Regions from separate parts of the Mus musculus genome. Here regions 1, 2, 3, 5, 6 and 7 are each linked to region 4. The links are chromatin contacts, called in public ChIA-PET, Hi-C and promoter capture Hi-C maps. All regions are on one chromosome and are shown on one strand. Each heading gives the region's core, a stretch centred on a gene start, on an enhancer-like site or on the middle of the called end of the contact. The rest is flanking DNA. Distances are from core to core; before and after follow the strand shown. Region 1 holds the start of Ube2n (ubiquitin-conjugating enzyme E2N). Region 2 overlaps Cradd (CASP2 and RIPK1 domain containing adaptor with death domain). Region 3 holds the start of Nudt4 (nudix (nucleoside diphosphate linked moiety X)-type motif 4). Region 4 holds the start of Cep83os (centrosomal protein 83, opposite strand). Region 5 holds the start of Socs2 (suppressor of cytokine signaling 2). Region 6 overlaps 2310039L15Rik (RIKEN cDNA 2310039L15 gene). Region 7 has its middle 25 kb from the start of Gm33230.

Region 1 (3,139 bases), core at 260-2,759, 830 kb after region 4:
CTCTGCCTCCCAACTCTATTTCTGATTATGAATTTGATGTGACCAGCTGGGATTGTCTCCCTGTGATGCAACTTGGGGCTAAAATTAACCCTTTTCCTTTAAGTTGCTTTTGGAGGGTGTTTTACCACAGCAACATGAAAAGAAATGGAAACACCCAGCGATCCTTGTGAGACACCTCCACTTTTAGGGCCCTCATTCTATGAGTAATCCAACGCCTTTGGGGATTACAGGCTTTTCTATCCCCTTGAGAAGGCTAGGCTGACTTCAAATTGGCAATTCAGAAGACGAGGCCTAAATCCCTGTTTCTAAGAACTAGGCAAGTCCAGGCCTCAGAAGCTGCCCCACCACCTGGCCTGAAGCAAGGACAGTGGGTCAGCAGTAGTTTCCAGACTTCCTCAGCAACAGTTTTCAGCCACTCATGTCCCCACCACACCCCTAATGTGCTTTAAATCTGAACTGTGAGCTCACTTCCAGGTCTCCATCTTGGAATGAGAGACCCTAGCAAGCTGGACTTCTGCAGAATAAAGCCCTCTCTGCGTTTACATACCGTTTGGGTCTGGGGTATCATTCTTCAGCGAATCATGCATGGACCCTTACACTCTAATCAGATCCTTCTTCTAGTTAGCACGTAAATCTCGATTGCTAGGCTCAACCTTAAGTGGTGGCACAAGCCTAGCTCTACTCAGGGGGCAGAGGCAGGAGAATCACGAGTTCCAAGTCAGCTCGGTGCGTACAGAATAGAGAGCACCAGGCCAGACTTGGTTACATAGGGAGCCCTTTCTCAGGAAAACCAACAACCACAAAGATTAAATATCCTGCAGGATCCAGGCGTTTAGAGGCCGTGCCTTTTGCCTCCTCCCTTGTTCCGAACTCTCTTTTGGGGAGCGCCAGAGAGGCCCCCTTTTTTATGTGAAATTTAAACGTTTAGAAAAAATTTTTTTTGTCGCGGGTGTGTGTGTGGTCCTTGGCAAGCAGCGTTATTCCCAGTTAGAAGCTTTGGTATTGACTTCCGGCCTGTTCGCCACCGAGGAGGAGCGCGCGACCCGCCTGCCCTGTCCGCAGGGAACCGCTGCAGCGCCAGCCCGCCACGCGCACTGCGGACACGCTGAATGAACAAACGGAACGAATGAATGAATGGGCTGCGTCGGGGGCCGGGCCTTTGTTACGTCGCCCCCCGACGCAGGCGTGGTCGCACGTACAGCGCTCGCTCGTGGACGCCGGCCGCCCAGTGTTGCCGATTCTGCCACGGGCCAAGAAGCTCGGCGCCGCCTCGCGCCGCCTCCCCCCAAGTCCCTGCCCCGCCGCGGAGCGTCACTTCCGCCACCCCCGGCTGGGGTTGGGGCGGGGAGCGCGGGGGAGGGGGCCACCAGGTCGGAGGGAAGGCTGTCGGAAGCCCGCGTCCTAGCAGGGACTACATTTCCCGAGGGGCCTCGGCGGAGGTAGCGACAGGCGGGCGCGGCGACGTTCCCCGGAAGTGGAGCCCGGGACTTCCACTCGAGCGTGAGGAGAGCGGAGCCGGAGACAAGAGCAGAGGCCGAACTCGGGATCTGACAAGATGGCCGGGCTGCCCCGCAGGATCATCAAGGTAACCGCCCAGGCGGGCTTCGGGCCACTGGCTCTGCTCCGGCGCGCCGGGCCGCGCGGCCGTCCGCTTCCCTCCGCAGCCTCCGAGAGGCCTCTCTAAGGCATCGCGGAGAAGGGTCCGGCCTCGGCGGCGAGGAAGTCGGGCGCTGAGGAGGGGGCGCCGGGGAGACTTCCGGCCGCCTCTGAACGCCGGACAAGCGGGACGCCCGGGCGGTGCGGCCGCGGCCGGGGAGGCCCTGGCGGCTGCCCGGGAGAGGGCGGGGCTGCGGGCTTCGGGCTCTGGCGCGGGACCGGTGCGGGCCTCGGCGGCTTCTGTTCCTCCGCGGGGCGGGAATCGCGGCGTGGCCTGGACTCTGGGCGCGGGTGGTGGCCCGTGGCCGGCCGCTCTGCCCCGGAGCTCCCTTCTCTTCCTCCGCAGGGGCTCGGGGCTGCGGCAGTCCCGGGTGCGGAATGAATGGACCGACCCCGAGAGCCGGGCGGGGCCGCGGGCCGGGAGAGGCCGCTCCGGGAGGGCCACGGGGTTCTGCCGGCGACAGCACAGGTTGGTCCTGGCTGCCCCGCACCTCCTAGCGACGTCCGGGGCTGGCCGCCCGGTTGCCCTGGCTTCCGCGTTCGCTTCCCGGTGTTTCTGCTGGGTAGCGCTGTGATTGTACTTCGGCTGGCTAACTCTTTGGAGACTGTTCTCTTCTCCGAGGCAAGGGCCTCAAGGGCCTCGGTTATGGGGATGATCTGTGAAACAGTTTGCCTCTCAGCTTTTGTGCGCCTTATTTGAGCGGCCCTGGGGCTCTTTAGGGATACTGAATTTTGATAAATACATAAGGAACCACGGGGGTATAAACCTCGTATCTTGATTTCCTAAAATCTTTACATAACACCATTAAGTCTTCATAGTGTTATAACCCAAGAAAACTAAATTTTTAACATTTTTTGGCATCTGTTTTTTTTTTTAATGTAGGAAATTGGTTAAAAAAATCTTGCACTGCCCAGTTTGCCAGCTAAGTGCTCAAATTGAAGCTTCACTTTGCTTGCTGTAATCCACTGAACATATATTTATAGCATTGTTCCACTCTTCCAAAGTTTTAGGGGAGATTTGTACAAAGTAAGTGGAGGGCCTCTTTGAAGGGTGTGAGACACTGTAGTTCTTCAGGCAGTCACAAATGTCTGTGAGGCTGGGGTGTCATTGACAGAAAGGTGCTTGAATTAGAAAAACAAGCCCTTTCATAGGATAAAAACTCTTACAAAGGAAGAATACATTTTCCACGAGCACTGGAATCTCCTTTTTAAATTTGTTTTATTTATTTATTTATTTACTTATTTATTGGTTTTTCTCTGTGTAGCCCTGGCTGTCCTGGAACTCAGAAATCTGCCTGCCTCTGCCTCCCAAGTGCTTGGACTAAAAGCATGCGTGTGCCACCACTGCCCAGCGAGCACTGGAATCTTAAAACAAATGTTTATTGCTGTGTTATGAATCTTAGAACATTTCCAAGTAGGTTTTTGGGCATTGGAAGATCCCGAATATAGTTTAGTTCTGATATATGCACATAGCCACTAGTGA
Region 2 (2,834 bases), core at 203-2,702, 580 kb after region 4:
GCTCCCAAAGAGATCTGGACCCACACGTTGGGAACTGCTGCTTATAAGCATGAAGCCCTGAAACAGATCTTCAGAACCACACAAAATGTCAGGACAGTGGCCTAGGCTTGGAATGCCGTTCCTGGGAGACAGAGACAAGGTATCCTGGCGCTTGCTAGCCTAATCCATGAGCACCAGGCCAATGAGAGACCCTGTATCAAAGAAGGTAGCAACTGTTCAGAAGTTGTCCTCTGGAGCACACATTAGTAATAGTAATAATAATAATAATAATAATAATAATAGGAGGAGGAGAGCTGGAGAGATGGCTCCATTGTTAAAAGCACTGGCTGTTTTTTCAGAGGAAACAGGTTCAATTCCCAGCATCCATATAGCAGTTAACAAGTATCTATAACTCCAATTCCAGGGGATCTGACACCTTCACACAGACATACATGCAGGTCAAATACCAAAGCACATAAAAAAAAATAATAAATATTAAGTGTCAAATCATTTAAAATGTTAAAATATTACAATATAACATTTCATTACATAACCTCAAAGCACTACCTAGAAACCAAAGATTGTTCCCAATAATTCATAGCACACACAGCCTGGACTGGAACCTAAATGTGAACACAATAGAAAGCTCATTTTTATCATGATTTTCAAATACATCCACACCAATTAAAAATATGCGGAAAAGAGTAATTTTAGCCTTTCATTGTTTAAAGAACAGTTTCTCAGAGAATTCCAGTTAGTGTTCGAAACAACAGTGCAATCATTAGAGTTTTCCAGCGATGGAATTGTGTGCAATCACAACCACAGCAATCAGAAACAGCCAGATTGCTAGAATGTCATAGGGGGGGGGGGGATGACAAGAGGACAACACTCTGGTCCACCTCTAGGATTCTGTAGAATAGTTCTGTAACTCAGTAACAGAATGCTGGGTTTATCGGAGTTCCGGTTCTGTTTCTACTATTAAAGGGCCACGTGAACTCACTCCATCTTAGTTCTCAACCCTATTTTCAGGGCAGCATGGATTATCCCCATTGCGTGAGTCTAAACAGGAATAGCATACAGTCTTTAAAATTTTTAAGGGCAGGCTTTTGTCTACAGGACGCCTTTGCAGAAGCGAGGTTTGAGTGAGGCTTCAGGTCCATGGCGGGAGAGGAGACGCTGGAGAGGCCAGGCCGGCTGTTGGTCATAGGGCTGATAGGGCCCAACACACACCAGTGCTAACACCTGGCTGCAAGCACGGAACCAAAACTCATCTCACACACTAAAACCCCCAGCAAGCTAGTACTGCTGTCTGGGCAAAGCTCTGCGGAGGCCGCTGGAAGAAAGGCGAGTTTCCCGGTATTCCCGAAGCAGTGCCAGTGTTTGTGCAAAGCTCACGTTTCACTCCGGCTTGGGATGGAATGGAGTTTGTTTCCTCAACAGAGTCGAGTTGCCCTGGTTTTGATGGGGTGAGGGCATGTCGATCGCTTCACGGGGTTGCCTTTCCTAATTGCACACAGGCAAACACTCACTCTTCGAAGGGTGCTGTCACCCTCGCGGTGGCAGTGGCGGTGGCGGTGGCGGCGGGGAAAGTCTGCACCCTGGAGCGGGGACGCTGCCTCCGGCTGCAGCCCCCTTAGTCTTAGCCTTATCGCGGCACACACCAGTTCCTAGAGAAGAGATTCCGAGAAAAAACCCCGGGTTCCCTAGAAACATTAAATTAACACAAGGGATCTGGAAACGAAACAGCAGATGCCTGAAAGCCTTCCCCCTTGCTGGTTTCCTGCCTTCTCGGAAAATCTTTGCGTTAAAATAGATTGGATTACCCGACTCGGCCAGATGCAGCTCTAGACCTGCTGAAAGTGCACAGGAAAGCAAGCCGTGTGCCATCTTTTAGAAAGATTTTTTTTTCTTTCCCAGGTGGTAGAAAACTGCCTTCGGGTTGTTGGTATTAGCAAGGACTGGAGGCTGAGTTGCTTGAGTCCCGATAGAAACTTTCCCCAACTCCGACTTGCAAATCTGATAACCCGAGAATGCAACAGAGTAGGGTAAGCGCAAGACTTGCCTTAGTTCCGAGCCTAGGAATAGGATGCCTCGTCCCCTTTTTACTAAGAAGAAAATGTCTGTTTTATTCTGGAATCTACCTTGACCAAAACTATGAAACCAGAATAAAGCTAACAGCATTTCCTGGGAGTCACAGAGGTTGAAGGCATTCTGTCAGGCTTCTCATCAGAATCTCAGAAAATAACTATCTCAGAAAGTAACAAACTAACCCCCCAGGAACCCTGTCTGCATCATCTCGTACTCTCTAAATTCAAGCTACAACTGATAACCACACATCTGAAAAGCAGTCAGCCGTGGGCGCCTAAGTATATTCCATTTCTGAGGCATCTTCCACACACAAATTATTTTTGGTAGCTGAGAATCAGATGCAAAGCTTCCTATGAGCCTTAAGAATTTTAAAGAAGAAATACAGTTTTGACTGTAGCTTCCTTCCTTGATACATTTCACTGGTTTCTTTTGGTAATCCTTACAGAGGGGCTCAAGATCCTTAGGCTCTGTTTTTAACACCGGCCCTTGTTTCTAGTGAATCAGATCATAACCTGTAGTTATAAAAGGATTCTGTGCTTAGCCTGGGCTTGGGTGCTCTGGGTGGAGGAACACATTTCAAAATCCTCTAAACAAAAAGACATGTCTTTGCCTACGCATAAGAACAACAGAACCTATTGTAAAACCCTCAGGCGGACAAAATTACCTCCCCAGAAGCCGCTCTGGGTACTCCTGCATAGAGTATGGAGGAAAAGACAAAGGACAGTTTCATATGGACTTCCCCTCTTCCAACTTTACCGCAGGCCTCA
Region 3 (3,086 bases), core at 27-2,526, 880 kb after region 4:
TAAAATAAATAAATAAAAAGCAAAAGCGGTTTAAAGATCCTAACTTTCAAGCACGCGGCTATCTGTTAACCACCACTGAGTGTACGCTGTCATACTTATCATAACTTCAGGGGCTAGCAATAAGGAAGCCATTAGATCCCATCTCCAGTTTTATGCTTGGTGCTTCCCTGGACGCGGCTACAGAAGCAGAACTCAGAACGCTAACTTTTTTTCCTCTATCAGTTCATTTTAGGCGTGGCAGCGCTACAAGATTTCCCCCAGCTACCAAGTGACTGAACTATCCAGAGCAGGATGAAAACGGAATCATTTTAAAACCGAATAGAACTGAAGTGAAATAAAATAGGCTCTCCCAGAGATTACTCCAAAGGTCCCTATCCGTCCAAAGCAGGGCGAAGGGTCGGGTAAAATCACACGCCGCTCCTTCCCAGATGTCAAGTCACACCGCAGAACAGCCTTGAGAAACCAGAAGAGCGAGAGATGGCCGGGCTGAAAAGGGCAACTTCGCCCCGTTCCTGGCCTATCTTGTCCCTTCTGGCGTCATTCCACATCTCTCGCTGGCCATCTTTCGGTCGTCAGAAAAACTTTAAAAGCGGAGTCCGCTTTGCAAAAGGAGGTATCTACGTAATGAAGCCAACAGCTTGCGACCTAATGGGAGGTCTAAAAGGCAGGCTGGCGAACCCCGGAGGCCGATCTCCAGCTCCGGGCGTGGGGGTTGCCGGTGACCCGCAGGCCCGGGCGGTGCAGGGGGGTGCGGGATGAAGCCCGGTCGCCAGCCTTTGTCCCCGCGCTTACCTCGTCCTCCTGCTCGCTGCGGAAGCACAGGCAGGCCGCCCTCTTCTTGAAGCCCTCGCGGTCGTACGTCCGCGTCTGGTTGGGCTTGAACTTCATCCTAGAGCCGGGCTCCTGCAGCCGCTGCTCCGGCCGCCACCGTGGGGACCCGGCCGCCGCCACCCCGCCGGGGAGTCGGGCCGAAGGAAGTCGCGATGCTCGGGCGCCGGTGGGACGGGCGGCGGCGGCGGCACGGACACGGACGGCGAGGCCGGGCGGCCGCCGGGACGCGGGGCGGAACGCGGGTCACTGCAGTCCGGGCGCAGCGGTGGAAGCGCCGCCTCTGCTCCGGCGCCCGCCGCTCTCCATGGAGCCCGCCGCCGCTCGCAGCCACTCCTTGCTTGCACCCGCCGCCGCCGCCGCCGCCGGGGGAAGAGCGCGGCTCGTGGCTCGTGCCACGCGGAGACAGTTGGAAGCGACGGTGCAGACCGGGCAGAGACGCCGAGGATGCGCGCCGCCCCCTTCGCCCGCATTTAAGCGGGGCTCCCGCGCGCGCGCGCCGGCGCGCTCCCTCCTTTGGGCGCGCCAGTGCGCCTGCGCGCCAGGACCGTTGCCGGGCGGGGGTAGGGTGGGGAGCTGGGGGCGCGGCTTCGACCAGCCGGGGGGCGGGGCTCGAGGCCTAAGTCTAGGGCTCCGCCAGCTCTGCCCTGCCCGCGGGCGAGTGCTCCAGAGGCCTTTTTTTTTTGGGGGGGGGGGTGCGCTTTGTACAAGGCCAGGGAAGGGAAGCGAGCAGAGACCTCCTCGTTCTCCGTTTTAGAGGTCCGATAGAGTTCCCTTTAGGGACGGACCCCAGTACTGGGTCCTGGAGCCAAGGTCCCCGGAGCCATGGCAGGACTACTGAAGCATCGCGGTTAGCATTGCTTGTGAAGGCTAGGAAGGTTAAATTCATTGAGTTCTCTCTCTCCTCTCCCCTTCCTTCTCCCTCTCCCCACTTCCTCTGTTTCGATGAGAGTGCTTTTATGTGCTCTTGAAGAGTCAGCTGAGGCTTTGAAGTGGACTATAGCCAGTTGTCTGTGTTGTGGCATCCCCACCTCCGCTGACCCTCCAGAGTGCATTCATGAACACTGGTTATGGCTGTTATTCTGTGTGTATCTCATTCTAAGTAAGGCCATAGCAGTAAATCAGTGGGATGTTTGTTGTCTGGAAGCTTACAGTTTTAGGCACTTGGAACAACTCCCAATATTTCAGTGCTATTGAAGAGCCAAGATAGAAAGTAGGAGACCGGTGGGCAGTGGTGGTGCACGCCTTTAATCCCAGCACTTGGGAGCCAGAGGCAGGCAGATTTCTGAGTTCAAGGCCAACCTGGTCTACAGAGTGAGTTCCAGGACAGCCAGGGCTATACAGAGGAAACTCTGTCTCGAAAACCTAAAACCATAAACCAAAAAAAAAAAAAAAAAAAAGAAAGAAAGAAAGAAAGAAAGAAAGAAAGAAAGAAAAGAAAGAAAAAGAAAAAAAGTAGGAGACCTGACATCACTGGAATTCAAGAAAACCCCTAATCCAAATCAGGTGTGGAATCCCAGGTATGTGATCCCAGCACTTGAGAGCCCAAAACAGAAGGATTCGGAATTCAAGGCCATTCCCTGCCATTTAGAACTGGTGAGACTAGACTGGTCTACATGAGACCCTATTTCAAAACCCGAACTCCTAACCTACAGGAGCTTCACTTCCCACAGAACTGTTTAGACAGCCACATCCGTTTTGTTTTTCATTCCTGGAAGGCCTCCGGTGTGCCAGGCTCTGGCATCTTACAAAACCGGTCAGACCCTGCCCCTCCAGTCGAATAAGAACCTAAGAACAGAGAATTAGTGACCAATCACGGGGCGGAATATTAAATTGATTTGGGAGTAGTGGGTCTCGCAGATCTTTGACCAGAGGGGAAAGAAGCAAGCATCGAAGGCAGCTAAGGCAGCAAGGGGAGGAGGGGCTGAGAAGACAAAAGAGTCAAATTCTCAGGAGCCTAGAACTGGAGTTTATGCAAAGGTCAGGGAGGGGGCAGAGCTCTTAGAAATGAAAGAAGCCAATGTGGCTGTAGAAAGGACCGGAAGCTGATACCGCAAGCAGGGTTGTAAGGCTTCACTGAGACGCATGGTGAGCACTCTTTGGTGCCTGCCTTTCCCCGGAGCCTAGCAGATGCAAGTTTGGAGAGTGAGTTCATGTTGAATAGATGGTTTAAGGAATGAAGCTTCACCACAATTAGAAATCAAGTCTGTACAGAGACATTTTTCCAAGCTGTTCTTACTGAAGCCACTTGAAGTTCA
Region 4 (3,241 bases), core at 628-3,127:
CAAATGTTATGAATATATTTTTCTATGGTTCTTTTTTCAATTTTTGAGGATGCATTACAACTTTTGTTATTGTAGTTTATTTCATACTTGGATAAGGCCTTTCTAATCACAAGGTGTACTGGCTAGTTTTGTGTCAACTTGACACAGCTGGAGTTATCACAGAGAAAGGAGCTTCAGTTGGGGAAGTGCCTCCACAGAGATCCAGCTGTAAGGCATTTTCTCAATTAGTGATCAAGGGGTAGGTCCCCTTGTGGGTGGTGCCATTTCTGGGCTGGTACTCTTGGTTCTATCAGAGAGCAGGCTGAGCAAGCCAGTAAGGAACATCCCTCCATGGCCTCTGCATCAGCTCCTGCTTCCTGACCTGCTTGAGTTCCAGTCCTGGCTTCATTGGTGATGAACAGCAGGGTGGAAGTGTAAGCTGACTAAACCCTTTCCTCCCCAACTTGCTTCTTGGTCGTGATGTTTTGTCCAGGAATAGAAACCCTCACTAAGACAAATGGTTATTAATATATACACCTTGATTTTCTATTTAAAAATATTGCTATTTATACTAATCTGTGTCTTTATGTGAGTTGGTGCAGATGTTCTCAGAGGCCAAAGGCATCAGATCCTGAGAGCTGTAGTTACAGGCCAATTTGAGCAGCAGGACCTGGCTTCAGGGACCTTAATATGGGTCCTTTGGGAAAGCAGCAAGCACTTCTAAACACTGAGACATCTCACCACTGCGGATTTTCTCCTATTTTTAACGGTTTAAATGTTCATCTAGCATTTACTCTTCTCTGAGAAATAAAGTTTTTCTTCAGTTGTTAGTCATCTCTCCAGTCTTCTCCTCACTTTCCAGTGATTCTATTTTATTTAATTTATTTTATTTTTTTAACGGATATTTCCACTGGTTACAAATGATTTGATTTGATTTCAGGATCTGGGGAATCCGTAACGCCTAATTGAATTTACAGAACTAGGGATTAAGATAATCTATAAAAATGCTGCGGCACTTGATATAGGACTGTTCAGCAAATTGTTACTGTCAATGTCTCTCACACACACAGGACTTCTGCTTTCTCTATTCTGATCGTGAATGTGTCTCCCACATACCTCCTTTATATAACCTACCCATAATAGTATGCACCCTCATTTCTAGAAAAAATGGTGACAGCTCAGTTACCACTCTACCCAGAGCCCGGATCTAGTCATCTCCTGCATGTTCATGAGAGGTGAAGATAAGCTGTGCTTCATAATGCACTGTGGCGATCCAAGGCCACAGTATGGAGGCACTCAGCAAGCATGGGTATAGACGGGATGCATGTTTCTCCCATCGCCCACCCTGAAACGCGAAAAGCCTAATTTACCTTAGCTTTTAGGTCACAAATATTATCAAAGCTGTCACCAAGTGTCAATTTAGTTTGCAGCCTGGAGACCAGGAGCCCACCCTGTTATATTACCCCTAAGAGCAGGCGGGCCTACAGGATGGGCCTGGGGCAGGAAGGAGGTCCTGACCTGACTTCCCTGGTGGCAAGCTGGGGGCGACTCCGCACTCACAGGCTGACTGGGTGCCAGAGCCCGGAAAATCCGCCCAGCAGGCACGATGACAAGGCGGGCGGGAACAGAGGTGGCGGCGAAGAGCACCGTCCAAGCCCTCCGAGAAGGAAGTGTGACAAGGGCACAGAGTCCCTCAGCCCACCGGGAGTCGGGCGTGAGGTGACATCTGCCGTTCCCCGGGCTCGCGGGCTTCGGTGCGGCCCACAGGGACGTCCCAGAGTGGCATCCTCACTTTTTTTTTTCCCCCACAGCGGCAACAGCTACCCGCGTAACCGTCAGCCCGCTCCTCTCACCAACGGCTCGGACCTTGGGCGGCGCGCGGTGCTGATGACGTAGGACGGGGAGGCGGGACTTCCTGCCTCGCGCCTCGCCGGGGCTCGGGACGCGCGCGGTCCGCTCGGGAGTGGCGGACGGCGGGCTGAGGGGGCGGCGTGTCGGCCGAGGAGGGCGGGCCGCGGAGGAGGAGCCGGCCTTGCAGCCGCCGCCCTCTCAGCCCTCCGAGTTTCCCGGGCTACCTCAACCTTTCCCGAGGCGTGGGTGCCCTCGCGGACCGTCCGGCTCCTCGGTTCGCCTCCAGCCCCGCGGCGGCAGCGGCCGCTTGGACCGCTCCGGGCCCCACACCCCAGCCGGTGGGACCGTCCCGAGCCCTCGGCCCCAATGCCTGGGAGAGCAGAGCGGAGTGGGTGGCGGTGGTTGGAGCTGTGCCGGGGGCTCCCGGTGGCGAGCGCGGCTGCTGTGCTGGGGCGAGCAGCGGGGACCGTGTGTGAGTTTGGTAAGTCACCTCTCTTCTTTTTAGGCGTGCTGGGCGTCTGCTTGGAAGCCTGCGGCACTCCGCGCCCGCCCTTGGACCCGGGTTTTGTTTCCTGGTGAAGCAGTGTTAGCCGGTGTTAGGAAGGCAGGCCCTGAGATGAGTTCTGGATGCAAGGTTTTTCTTTTCTTTTTCTTTTTTAAAGCACGTGAAACTCCTTTCGGGGCTCTTTGGTGCACTGCGGCACGGTAGCCAGCGGAGTCATGGGGTTAGTGTAAAGCACCTCTAGGTTAATTGGTGGGGGAAAAGCCACGCTGTCATCATTTTCCTTGTCCTTAAAGGTAGTCATAGCAGTGAGGTTTGCGGATGTTGCTGAGGTAAGGTCTGAACTGTGGGAAGTGTATTTTGGGCTTGGTACTTTGGCAAGTTCTTAGTCCAGTTTCTGACTATGATAAAAAGACTCTTGGCTTTTTAAAAATGCCCTAGAGGGCATTTAAGTGTCTTTAAGTCTTTGCTTACCTTCTAATTATCAGACCACTTTCTTCTCGAACATGTTGAGGATCAGGCTAAATTTGTTCTGATGATTTTTTTTTAAATATGTAGTGAATTCATAATATGTTCAGGCTGTTAGTATAAAGTACTAAACTGAGATTTAAAGTACCGAGTAGGTTGTTAAAGCCGTGCTTCTGTTACCAAGCAACATCACCGTAAACAAGTCTAATATTCAACTAGAACATAAGTAAATGTGGCCTGTTAATCTGAGTTTGGAGCGAGTTGGAGCTCTTCAGATTTATGCTTTTAGTTTATAGGTGGCTACATTTGTTGCCTTTTGTAGTCAGATTTCAAATAAATTTTATCTAGAATTATTAGAACACTTTGATTGTTTTTGTTGTCACACAAGACTATGGAGAGTTGTAAATGGATTTGAGTTCTTTTTGGTTGTTACATATTCCG
Region 5 (3,211 bases), core at 216-2,715, 730 kb after region 4:
CTAAAGTTGGCCGGAGTAGAGGGGTGAGGAGGGAGACAGGATGAGAGTAAACAAGGTGTTTTCCCGCCGAAGAACTGTGTGCTGGAATTACACACAGGCAGCCCAGGAAACAGTCACCTGCGGGTCCGGATGGATAGGCCTTTGTCATGGGCAAGTGGGGGGTGGGGGTGGGGGGGAAAACATTACACAAAGAACCGGGCAGTTCTCTGCACTTGGCATTTCCATCTTACATTTCGAGCAGCCCCAGGGCCCTTGGGAGGATGCATCCGGCAAAACCTGGTTCCACGCCCTAAAGCGCCGCAGGGCTCCTGGGTCGCCAGCCGAGGGTGCTGCGGTGCGCTAGCGGCGCGCCAGCCGCTGCATCCCTGCCTCGGAGGCGGCCTCACCCCCACTCCTGCCGCTTCCTGGAGCACGCTCCAGACGAGGATGGGGGGCTCAGCGGCGGTCGCTCCAAAACGCGGACCGCGGCTCCTGCGGCTGCCGCCGCGGGCGCTGTCGAGGAATCGGCCGGAGCGTGCAGCCCCCGCCGGAGCTCCAAATGAGGCCGGGGCTGAGCCCGCAACAGCGAGCGCAGCGGGCCATGCCATCAACTGGGACTGAGGTCTTACCTCCACCGCCGCGACTGCCGCCTCCGCACTAGGCAGCCTCCCCAGCGGACAAGGGGCGGGGGAGCCAGGGGGCAAGGAGGGGTGTCCGTCTGAGTTCCCCGGGTGACGTTTATTTGTGGAAGGAGATGCCTGGGGATGCAATCGGCTCTGCGCTCAGTAAAAGCAACCGAGTTTTTCTGCGCCAAAGGCAGACAAAAATCCCAGGGATCGTCGCCTAGCTTCCCCCCCCCCTCTCCGCCCCAGGCTGACACCCCTGCTCGCCAGTGCCGGGTTTCCCTCCAGTTGAAGCGGAGGAGATGGGAGAAAGAGAAGGGGTGGGGTGGGGGAGCAAGGGCGGAGGCTGGCGGGGAGGAGCGGGAGATCAGGTTATTAGGATTATAAATTTGGGTAGCAGTTGTTGGGGGGTGGGGGTGCTCGGAAAATTTCCCGAGACCGAGAAGGAACCCGGGAGAGAGGAGGCAGTTGAGTCCGGATGGGGCAGAGCCCCGACTTGAACTCTCCCGGGGCGCCCTAAACTGCGGACGCCCAGGCGGTCCGCCGCCGCCCCCGTGCTCGCACCCCGCCGCCCTCCCGGCCACTGTCCCCCCGGGCGGAACCTTCGGGCTTCGCGAGCGGTACCTGCCGCAAGCTTCCGGGCTCCGGGCACAAGGGATCTTGAGGGCGCGCGCCTGGAGTCCCGGCGCGCACTGTCCGAGACCCGCGCAGCGTTGGCGGCTGCGGGAGGAAAGGCTCATGCTTCAGGGGGGAAGCCCAAGGCCCGGGAGCCGCAGAGGCGGCGAGACTTGGCAAGAGTTAACCGTCTGTCCCCGGAGCCGAGTGTGCGCGCGACTTCCCAGCCCGACGCGCCTCCCTCGCTCCCCGCCTCCCGCCCCTCGCGCCCCGCCCGGCCGCGGCGGAGGCCGCTTTCCAGGAACTTTCCAGGAATCCGCCTCACGTGACCGCAGCCCCCGCCAGCGCTTTAAAGAGGCCCCGGCCGCTAATGCGCAGGCTTCAAGGGAGCCGGGTGGAGAGAGCCGGTGCGGGTGCTGGTGCTGGTGGCTGCGGGGTGGAAGCCTGCGACTCCGCCCTCCTCTGACCCTGCACCTCGGGGTGCTCGGGAACAAGGAGAAGTCCCCAGCCAATGCCTATTAAGCCACCAGTACCTGCCCCTGTGTCTGCAACAGCTGAGCACCTCGGTCCCGCGAATAGCAGCCCCTCTTCTCCCCAGCCCTCCACGTAGGAGGGAACCTTTAGGCCAGCCATCCACCCCGCTGTGCGCCTGCCAGACGCGACCCTCCTCTCCTCCATGTGGGATGCAGGACCAGCGTGCGGGAAGGGGGCGGGGCTCAGATGTCCGTCCCTCCCTCTCTAAGACACACACAGAGCTAGAGCTAGCACGCCACTGCCCAGGTCGACTACCACTCCCGGGCACCTCGGGAAGCGAACCAGAGACTGTCCCCTCCGCCAGCATCCTAGAAGGCCAGGAAAGAGACGAGCTGAGCGCCTCCTTAAAGCTGCGCAGACTGCCCTCAATCCCTCCCCCCTGGAGCTCCAACTGGTAGTCCCCTGCATCAGCCTTGCCCAGCTTCTCCTTTCCTCCTCAGCTCAACTCCTGCTTGCCCTTCGGGAGACCCACCCTGGCCACCCTACAGAGGAGGTGCCCTTACCTGTGCCCGGGTGGGGTGCGGGGTCACAGGCCTGGTGCGTTTGTCTCTGTGAATCCTTGCAAAGCCAGGGACCCGGAGTTCGTATTGATCCCAGTACTTCTTTCCTATTGGGACCCTCACCTCCCACTCTGTAAGAGGCCACCTAGCCTCCGCGCCGGCATCCAGGCACGCCGGCTCCTGAAACGTGACCCACTTTGAATGTGACCTACTTTTTTTTTTTTTAACAGAAAAACAAAAACAAAAAAAAAACACTCATGGGAAAACCGGATTCGAAATTTCGATAACCATTTTTCTTTGAAATACTGTTCTGTTGCCCCACTGCTCAAAAGCTTGAAAGGTCAATGGCCACTTTTAGTTGAAGCTGTGTCTATGGGGAAGTTGGGCAAGGGTGGCCAGGAGAGGTTGAGAGAGGCGCGGCTTCCAAGCCTTGCCTGGTGCCCCGCCTGCCGGCCCTGGAAGGAAACACAACACGACCGGCCAATTCCAAGGCCCCGAACCAATTTTTATCCACAGTAATTTTTTTCCTCTTAAATAATTCTATGCACTTACAGAATGGTGAACGCGAGGGGAGGACATAAGCCAGCTTACAGGGGCTTTGTCAGCGATAGATTCGTATGTGTGGCCGCGGAGGGGGGAGGCTGTTTTCCTGGAATCTTTGATGGGAAGGATGCCTCTTACTCAAGTTTTAGAAAGCCTGTGTAAAGCCAGGGAGTAACTTAGCAGGATGCTTACCTTCTTTAGGTCCCTAACGTTTTCTGTAAACTTAAAAACAAGATGTCGGTGAAAGGTTAGCATGAACGGACAGGCGGATCCCTCTGGAGTTCTGTGTAGTGAGTTGGAGGCCCAAGTTAAACTTTTTAAGCCTCTACAATGTGCAGGGATAACTAAGACCAACGTTTTATGAATGGTTGATCCTTTCTTGGTAGAAAACCTCAGAGGAAGTGGAAGTGTGTGCCT
Region 6 (2,971 bases), core at 214-2,713, 650 kb after region 4:
TCTCATCCCTGAAGCTTATCCAGGTCAGATTTCTGGAGCTGAAGTTACAGGCAGTTGTGGGCCCCTTAGCATGAGTGTCAGAACAGACCTCAGGGCCTCTGGAAGAACAGCAAGTGCTCCTAACTGTTGAGCCATCTCTCAAGTCCCCAGTCTTGCATTCTTAGTTATTCTACTTATATATCAAATGGAGATCACAATCTTTCCTTTTCCTTGTCACTCTTTCTTTGTTTCTCAGACTCCCTCACCATAACATGGGTACTTTTAATGTATGTGCTGCTGACGTCACTATGGAGCTCTTACTGGCTCCCAAAAGAAAGATACTTAGCTGGAGAGAGGGTGGTCTTTGATGTTGTGGTCTTCATCATCTACCAGACTGGATTTAAAATCACCATGGAAACACACGTGTAGGTCTGTTTATGAGGGTGTTTCTAGAAAAGTGTGTGACCTAGAAGGGAAATGCACATATCCTGATGGTGGTTGGTCACACTGCATGGGCTGGCGTCTCAAACTGGATAGAAAGGAGAAAGTTAACTGAGTGTAAGTATTTATCTCTCTCTTCTCTTTGACTATGGATGTATCATGACAGGAGGCATCAGTCTCTTGCCACCATGCTTTCTCTGTCATGATGGACCATACTCATGCAACCCTTTGGTTGGCGTACGCTGTGTAAAGTTGTCCTTCCTCACCTACCTAAGGCATTCTCTAATTGGCTTTCATAAAAAAAATGTATGGCCAGTTAGCAGGGCAGGAAGTGGAAGGTGGGACTTCCTGGGAGGGAGAAAGGAACTCTGGGAAGAAGAAAGAGGAAGGCCTTTTCTCCAGAAGACTTGAGGGTAGAAGGAACTGACTATGGGCCTGGGAGGTATAGCTAGCCACGTGACTGGGTGGGACTAGGTGATCGGGTTAATAACTAGGATGAGCTATTTGAGAGTCTGCCCAGCTAAGGCCTAAGCTTTGAAATACTAAAAGCTCTCTGTGTGGTTATTTGGGAAACTAGCCGGTTAGGGAATATTTGCTGCCATATTAGCTTCCAGCATTAATTAATATGTACAGAATATTAGTAGTAATCACCCTTTCTTCTTTAAGTTGCTTTTGTCAGGTAATTTATTACAGAAATGAGAATGTGCCTAACGCAGTGTGTTTGGATATGTTGGATATTCTGTGTCTTTCCCTTTTCTATGCAAATACAGCTGGCACGACTGCACTGGCACGACGGCAGTGCCCTGTAGGCTTAGACTTTTCTGTAAACCTACTTTATTTAGGGTTCTTAATCACTTCAGCCTCCCTTTTAGCCCACTGACCAGAGGTAAGGGAAAAACAAGGTTGATAGGAAAAGGGGTTTGTGGGCCTGTTTAGAAATAGTTCTTTAGGGTGATTTCCCTCTTTGTTGACAGGATACCAGTAGTCCTGTTCAATAGCAAACACCAAACATAAATCAGTAGTGGTGACAAGGTCCAACAGAGACCTCAAAGCTCTGCCAAAAAAGCATGAGTCTGCAGAAGTGGCCAGAGTCAGCCGGAGTACCATGAGAAGTTCTTCAGTGTGTTTCTCTCTATGAGGTGAAGACCAACGAAGACCAGCAAAGCATTGCACAGCCAGCGAAGGCCAGTGAGATGCTGCACAGCTGGTGATGCAAGAGCATCCTTTCACTATCCGTGGGGTTCCATTTATACTCTTTCCAGACATCAGGGTCTCTCTCAAGAGTCCACTCCAGCAAAACAACATGAGTCTGTTTTAGCAAAACATCCTCTTACAGACAGCTTCCAGAAAAATATCATGTGACACAACTGAGTTTCCAAAGAAACCAAAAATTTCCACTTTATAGCCCTGCAAACAGCAACAACAAAAATCTGTGATCCCAGAAATTATCAAAGAATAGGTATTGACAAGGAAGAATTACTTGGAATAGGCTCAAAATAGCCGAGTATCTTTGGGTTCATATCTGTGGATGAATTTCATCTGCTAGAAGCTATGACCTTTGGAAGACTGTGGGAGAAAGTACACTCTGGTCAAAAGGCAAATAATGAACCATTGAATGCTTGAGTCTATGTTCCTGTTTAAATAACACTATAGTAAGTTGAACTTGCAGTAAGTGGAAGCTCAACTTCCTTCCAGAAAACTGTCAGTAACAATAAGAAATTTATGTGTTTATGTAGGATGCTAATTTCATATTTCCATTACAGTTACTTAGAATGCAATAGCTCTGAGAGCAGAAAATTTAGTAAAAAGGAAAGACATTTAAAACAAACAAAAAACAAACAAATTTTTGTTGGCATGCTAGCACATGTCTTAAGTCCCAGAACTTGGGAGATGGAAGTTGGAGGATCATGATTCTGGTGCTAGCCTAGGCTACAGGGACCTCATATTTGTCATAATTATTACATAATTATGGGCGAGTCTGGGCTATAAGAGGCTTCATGTTTGTCATAATGATTATATAATTATGGACAAGTCATTTCCATTCTCTGTTCTTCAGGTATTTTTTTCCTTTTCCCACTAATTCATAAGTTTATTAAATGTATAGCCATGAGAAAGACTTACACTGGCATCTCAATCATCTTAAATATATGTGAAGAAACTTCTGTTTATATGATGATTTATAAAATACCATTTGAAAAATAAATATTTTATTTAACATTCATACATGCATATAATATAGGTGGTTAGCCAGGCATAGTGGCACATGCTTTTAATCCCAACATGCAGGAGGCAGAAGCAGGTAGATCTCTGTGAGTTTTAGGCCAGCCAGGGCCACATAGGGAGACCCTATCAATAGGAGTAAGAATAAGAATGTTATGATGGTTTAAATGAGAATTATCCCCATAGTCTTATATATTTGAGTACTTGGTTTAAAGTTGGTGGAACAGTTTGAGGAAGATTAGGAGGAGTGGCCTTGTCAGAGGAGGTGTGTCACTGGGGGTACGCTTGGAGGCTTCAAATGCTCTTGTCATTACCAGTTTCCCCTCTGCCT
Region 7 (3,029 bases), core at 144-2,643, 700 kb after region 4:
GAGCTGTTTGAGCCAAGCCCGGGTGCAGGCATTCAGTGAGGCATTCTTCTTCCACCATGCCACAAAGTAACTGAAGCTTTTGCAGCCAACGGAACCTCATCAGGAAACAGTACCACACTCCAGCGGAGAGATGCCAAACTGAAACTATGTGTGTTACATTCACAGGGATGCTGGGTGCTCGCTGTGCTTTTGCTTGGCAAACCAAACCAACATTTGTTCTCCATATTCCATCGACGTGAGATCAGTAGATCCTGGCGAGAAATTTCCCAGATGTAGTTTCTCCTATGACAGCCGTCAATCATCTCAGCAAGCATGGGATCCCAAGCTTGGTTTTAACTTGGGTTAAAGCAATCGGCGAGGGGCAGGCAGCCTCTCTTCTGGTGGAGCTTGCCCAGAGTCTGATGGGTTTGATTGCATGTCCTAAGACTGTTCCATGCAGTTCCTGGGAGCCCTTTAAATTGCCAAGCAATTGCCACAGATGATGCTATGTTGGAAAAAATGTCTTGAGTCTCTCTGTAAAAAAGAACGCAATGAAATGAGCTTAATGAACAGAAATTTGATGCCTCCTCTTCTTCTTCTCCTACTCTTCTTTTCTTTTCCTTCTTCTTTCCTTTCCACTTTCTCTTTCTTTACAAATGGGTTTCTTTTTTAAAAAAAAAAAAAAATATATATATATATAACTGTTTTTTACTTTATGTGCACTGGTGTTTTGCCTACGTGAGGGTGTATGTCTATGTGAGGGTGTCAGATCCCCTGGAACTGGATTTACAGACAGGTGTGGGCTGTCATGTGAGCGTTGGGAATTAAGCCTGGTCCTCTGGAAGAGCAGCCAGTGCTCTTGACTGCGGAACCGTCTTTCCAGCCCCTCCAATGGCTTTTTTAATAAAGCAAATAAGACGCTAAGAAGGATAAGTGATTTCCTGATTATGTAACTCGAATCTAATGTAGCAACTAAATTCCTTTCAGGAAACTGGACCGAGTCCCATGTAATAACAACATCCCGTTACCAGTGTCAAGATGGAATGTGGCGAGGTGGGAAGGAAATATGTTCGAAATCGAGAGCTGTGATGTCCGGCTGGTGACTCACAGAGCACCCTGGGCTCTGCTTGTGAAAGGCTGACTTGGGGCGGGTCACCTAACATTTCCGAGCCTTGGTTTTCCTAAATGGAAACAGAAACGACAACAGTGAGTATGCTGGAAGATCAAACAACGACCCCCGAGAAAATGTCAGCATCGCCCGGCATGGCTGCCACAGGATAGCGTCTTAAAGCTGAAGTCTGCTGACATTCAAATGTCTGGGTTTCGAGCTATTTTTGTTAGCAATGACGTCCTAAAAATAGGACACACTGTTTATTTGCATAGCTTGGGAGAAGAGCTATGACTCGGGTCTTCGACCAAGTAGATTCAGTGGTGGAGAACCAAAGAGCCTGGCGAGAGCCTCTTGGTTCAGACCACATCCTGGACCTCACTCCAACGAAGTTTGAACACCCGTGGAAACACAAGCCCCTCCAATGCGACCAGCCAGGCCCTTGAGAGACTCCCTTCAGGAGGAGCTAGTGTTAGACGTTTCCTGTTTCAATGAGAGGACTGGCTGACACCCTGGCTATGAGTAGTATGGGCCTCCAGATTTCATGGGCTCCTCTCCTCACTGTCACCGCTGCTCACACCTTGTTAGGGAAGCCTGTTCCTAGTTTCCAGATTAAAGATCTGGTGGGGGCCTACGCTGTCCTGGGAACTGAGCATCTATCAGAGATGTCCATTCCCTGAAATAATCCCTCCACGATCTCTTACAGGCCTATCATCTATCCTGAGACTCTAGTTAGGAATAGATTCATGGGCATGACCAGTAGACAATCAGAAGCGCCCATAGTTACTCAAAATATAGAGTAACTTCCCAAATTTGATTTTTCATTTTCATGTTTTCTTCATGTCAATAACATATATCTCACATGATTTTACATATTAACAAATGGTGTGTGTGTGCAAGCGCATGCACACACACACATGCATAGATGTGCTAGCAGTATTCTTATCATTCTTTCTTTTTTTTTAAAGATTTTTTTATAATTTATTTATTTATTACATGTAAGTACACTGTAGCTGTCTTCAGACACACCAGAGGAGGGCGCCAGATCTCATTACAGATGGTTGTGAGCCACCATGTGGTTGCTGGGATTTGAACTCAGGATCTTCGGAAGAGCAGAGCAGTCAGTGCTCTTAACCGCTGAGCCATCTCTCCAGCCCCCTTATTATTCTTTCTTATTGTATCCCTAGATTTATAAGTTGTCCTGTGTCTCAGTCCACAGTCACACACTCACGTGACTAGAAAGCCACATGCTAATTAGGTCATCAGCAATGTGAGGTTCCTAATTTTTCAAAGATTTAAATTTTTATTACATATTTAAAATTTTCGTTGTCAACTTTTAAATTTTCCATGACAATTAATAGAAGAAGGAATGAGAGTTAGTAATAATAATAATAATAATAATAATAAAGTTAATGCGGGGGCCCAGAGCGAGTGGGGCCAGAGCAAAAGGGAGAAGGGAAGGGGGAAAAAAAGTTAATGAATAAAGATACTTTATAATGTACCAAGAATGGGTATCCATGTTTATTTTTTTTAACCCTGCATATATACAAAACAGTAAATGGAAGCTCAGATTCAAAAGTTTGCGGGGAACTTACAATAAAACTGTTCATCGTGTTTCTTTAAATCCAGACTCCTCGTGTGAACTCTTAGAACCATTTAAGAGTTCAGCAAGGTACCTAGATAAAAATTAATATCGCCAAATTAACAGTGACATTATTATGTATTATCATGTACATACAGATAACTAAGGGCATAACTTTTAAAAAGTGTCCATTAATAATAGCAGTAAAACTGTGGGGAATTCGCAGACAGGCATAACAAAGGGTGACTGAGATGGAGTCAAGTTAGATCGACCCACAACACAGAGAGGTAAATGACAAGACACAACATGGGCAATACTTTCCAGTAAATACAACCGCATTGAAACTACAGTTAACATCTA

The links. Promoter capture Hi-C pulls out the DNA fragments that hold promoters and counts their contacts. A called contact is a pair of places that touch in the nucleus more often than the background predicts. ChIA-PET counts read pairs in DNA pulled down with a chosen protein or histone mark. Capture Hi-C pulls out chosen DNA fragments and counts their contacts.
Region 1: a promoter capture Hi-C map of pre-B cells shows a contact between it and region 4, with 7 times the contacts expected there. The contact joins the promoter of Ube2n here to the promoter of Cep83os in region 4. A contact is called at or near these places in 6 of 39 promoter capture datasets (3T3-L1-derived adipocytes, the C10 cell line, hematopoietic stem and progenitor cells and 3 more), 1 of 15 datasets of contacts at CTCF or cohesin (the NIH/3T3 cell line), 5 of 484 Hi-C or Micro-C datasets (B cells, CD8 T cells, the G1E-ER4 cell line and 2 more), 16 of 115 datasets of contacts at active chromatin or transcription factors (the 230-238 cell line, acute myeloid leukemia, astrocytes and 11 more) and 3 of 9 other capture datasets (adipose tissue, liver and macrophages).
Region 2: a contact with region 4 is called in a promoter capture Hi-C map of embryonic stem cells, with 1.9 times the contacts expected there. The contact joins the enhancer-like site here to the promoter of Cep83os in region 4. A contact is called at or near these places in 2 of 39 promoter capture datasets (embryonic stem cells and pre-B cells), 4 of 115 datasets of contacts at active chromatin or transcription factors (embryonic stem cells, forebrain, memory CD8 T cells and 1 more) and 2 of 9 other capture datasets (adipose tissue and liver).
Region 3: an RNA polymerase II ChIA-PET map of memory CD8 T cells shows a contact between it and region 4, with 5 read pairs. The contact joins the promoter of Nudt4 here to the promoter of Cep83os in region 4. A contact is called at or near these places in 1 of 39 promoter capture datasets (pre-B cells) and 2 of 115 datasets of contacts at active chromatin or transcription factors (large pre-B cells and memory CD8 T cells).
Region 5: a promoter capture Hi-C map of adipose tissue shows a contact between it and region 4. The contact joins the promoter of Socs2 here to the promoter of Cep83os in region 4. A contact is called at or near these places in 9 of 39 promoter capture datasets (the 3T3-L1 cell line, HPC-7-derived erythroid cells, embryonic stem cells and 5 more), 4 of 484 Hi-C or Micro-C datasets (LSK cells, embryonic stem cells, palatal mesenchyme and 1 more), 8 of 115 datasets of contacts at active chromatin or transcription factors (astrocytes, embryonic basal ganglia, embryonic forebrain and 5 more) and 4 of 9 other capture datasets (adipose tissue, embryonic stem cells, liver and 1 more).
Region 6: a promoter capture Hi-C map of liver shows a contact between it and region 4, with 2.8 times the contacts expected there. The contact joins the enhancer-like site here to the promoter of Cep83os in region 4. A contact is called at or near these places in 4 of 39 promoter capture datasets (hematopoietic stem and progenitor cells, hippocampal neurons and liver), 1 of 484 Hi-C or Micro-C datasets (embryonic stem cells), 2 of 115 datasets of contacts at active chromatin or transcription factors (the 230-238 cell line and acute myeloid leukemia) and 1 of 9 other capture datasets (macrophages).
Region 7: a contact with region 4 is called in a Hi-C map of B cells, with 14 read pairs. The contact joins the enhancer-like site here to the promoter of Cep83os in region 4. A contact is called at or near these places in 1 of 39 promoter capture datasets (embryonic stem cells), 1 of 484 Hi-C or Micro-C datasets (B cells), 1 of 115 datasets of contacts at active chromatin or transcription factors (embryonic limb bud) and 1 of 9 other capture datasets (liver).

Annotation. Positions count from the first base shown.
Region 1 is chr10:95,513,653-95,516,791 of GRCm38.p6, forward strand. It overlaps Ube2n (ubiquitin-conjugating enzyme E2N), which reads left to right and starts at 1,510. Exons shown (of 4, transcript NM_080560.3): 1 at 1,510-1,585. The coding sequence starts at 1,556. Gm46239 (a long non-coding RNA gene) reads right to left here and starts at 604. Exons shown (of 2, transcript XR_001779843.2): 1 at 548-604.
Region 2 is chr10:95,263,384-95,266,217 of GRCm38.p6, forward strand. The region is part of intron 2 of Cradd (CASP2 and RIPK1 domain containing adaptor with death domain); the gene reads right to left. Among named protein-coding and RNA genes, the nearest start is that of Cradd, 59 kb to the right of the region's middle. Within about 2 kb of position 1,453, at least 160 of the 459 cell types and tissues checked have an H3K27ac peak or open chromatin away from gene starts, as enhancers often do. A contact at or near this core is called in adipose tissue, embryonic stem cells, forebrain and 4 more, where this site is marked.
Region 3 is chr10:95,562,870-95,565,955 of GRCm38.p6, forward strand. Nudt4 (nudix (nucleoside diphosphate linked moiety X)-type motif 4) reads right to left here and starts at 1,277. Exons shown (of 5, transcript NM_027722.5): 1 at 793-1,277. The coding sequence starts at 888.
Region 4 is chr10:94,686,736-94,689,976 of GRCm38.p6, forward strand. Cep83os (centrosomal protein 83, opposite strand) reads right to left here and starts at 1,878. Exons shown (of 3, transcript NR_015524.1): 1 at 1,498-1,878. It overlaps Cep83 (centrosomal protein 83), which reads left to right and starts at 2,055. Exons shown (of 16, transcript NM_029852.2): 1 at 2,055-2,311.
Region 5 is chr10:95,415,392-95,418,602 of GRCm38.p6, forward strand. It overlaps Socs2 (suppressor of cytokine signaling 2), which reads right to left and starts at 1,466. Exons shown (of 3, transcript NM_007706.4): 1 at 1,227-1,466. It overlaps 5730420D15Rik (RIKEN cDNA 5730420D15 gene), which reads left to right and starts at 1,984. Exons shown (of 5, transcript NR_045339.1): 1 at 1,984-2,288.
Region 6 is chr10:95,339,413-95,342,383 of GRCm38.p6, forward strand. The region is part of intron 1 of 2310039L15Rik (RIKEN cDNA 2310039L15 gene); the gene reads left to right. Among named protein-coding and RNA genes, the nearest start is that of 2310039L15Rik, 4.6 kb to the left of the region's middle. Within about 2 kb of position 1,464, at least 1 of the 459 cell types and tissues checked has an H3K27ac peak or open chromatin away from gene starts, as enhancers often do. A contact at or near this core is called in liver, where this site is marked.
Region 7 is chr10:95,387,883-95,390,911 of GRCm38.p6, forward strand. It overlaps a transcript of Socs2 not described here. Among named protein-coding and RNA genes, the nearest start is that of Gm33230, 25 kb to the right of the region's middle. Within about 2 kb of position 1,394, at least 97 of the 459 cell types and tissues checked have an H3K27ac peak or open chromatin away from gene starts, as enhancers often do. A contact at or near this core is called in B cells and liver, where this site is marked.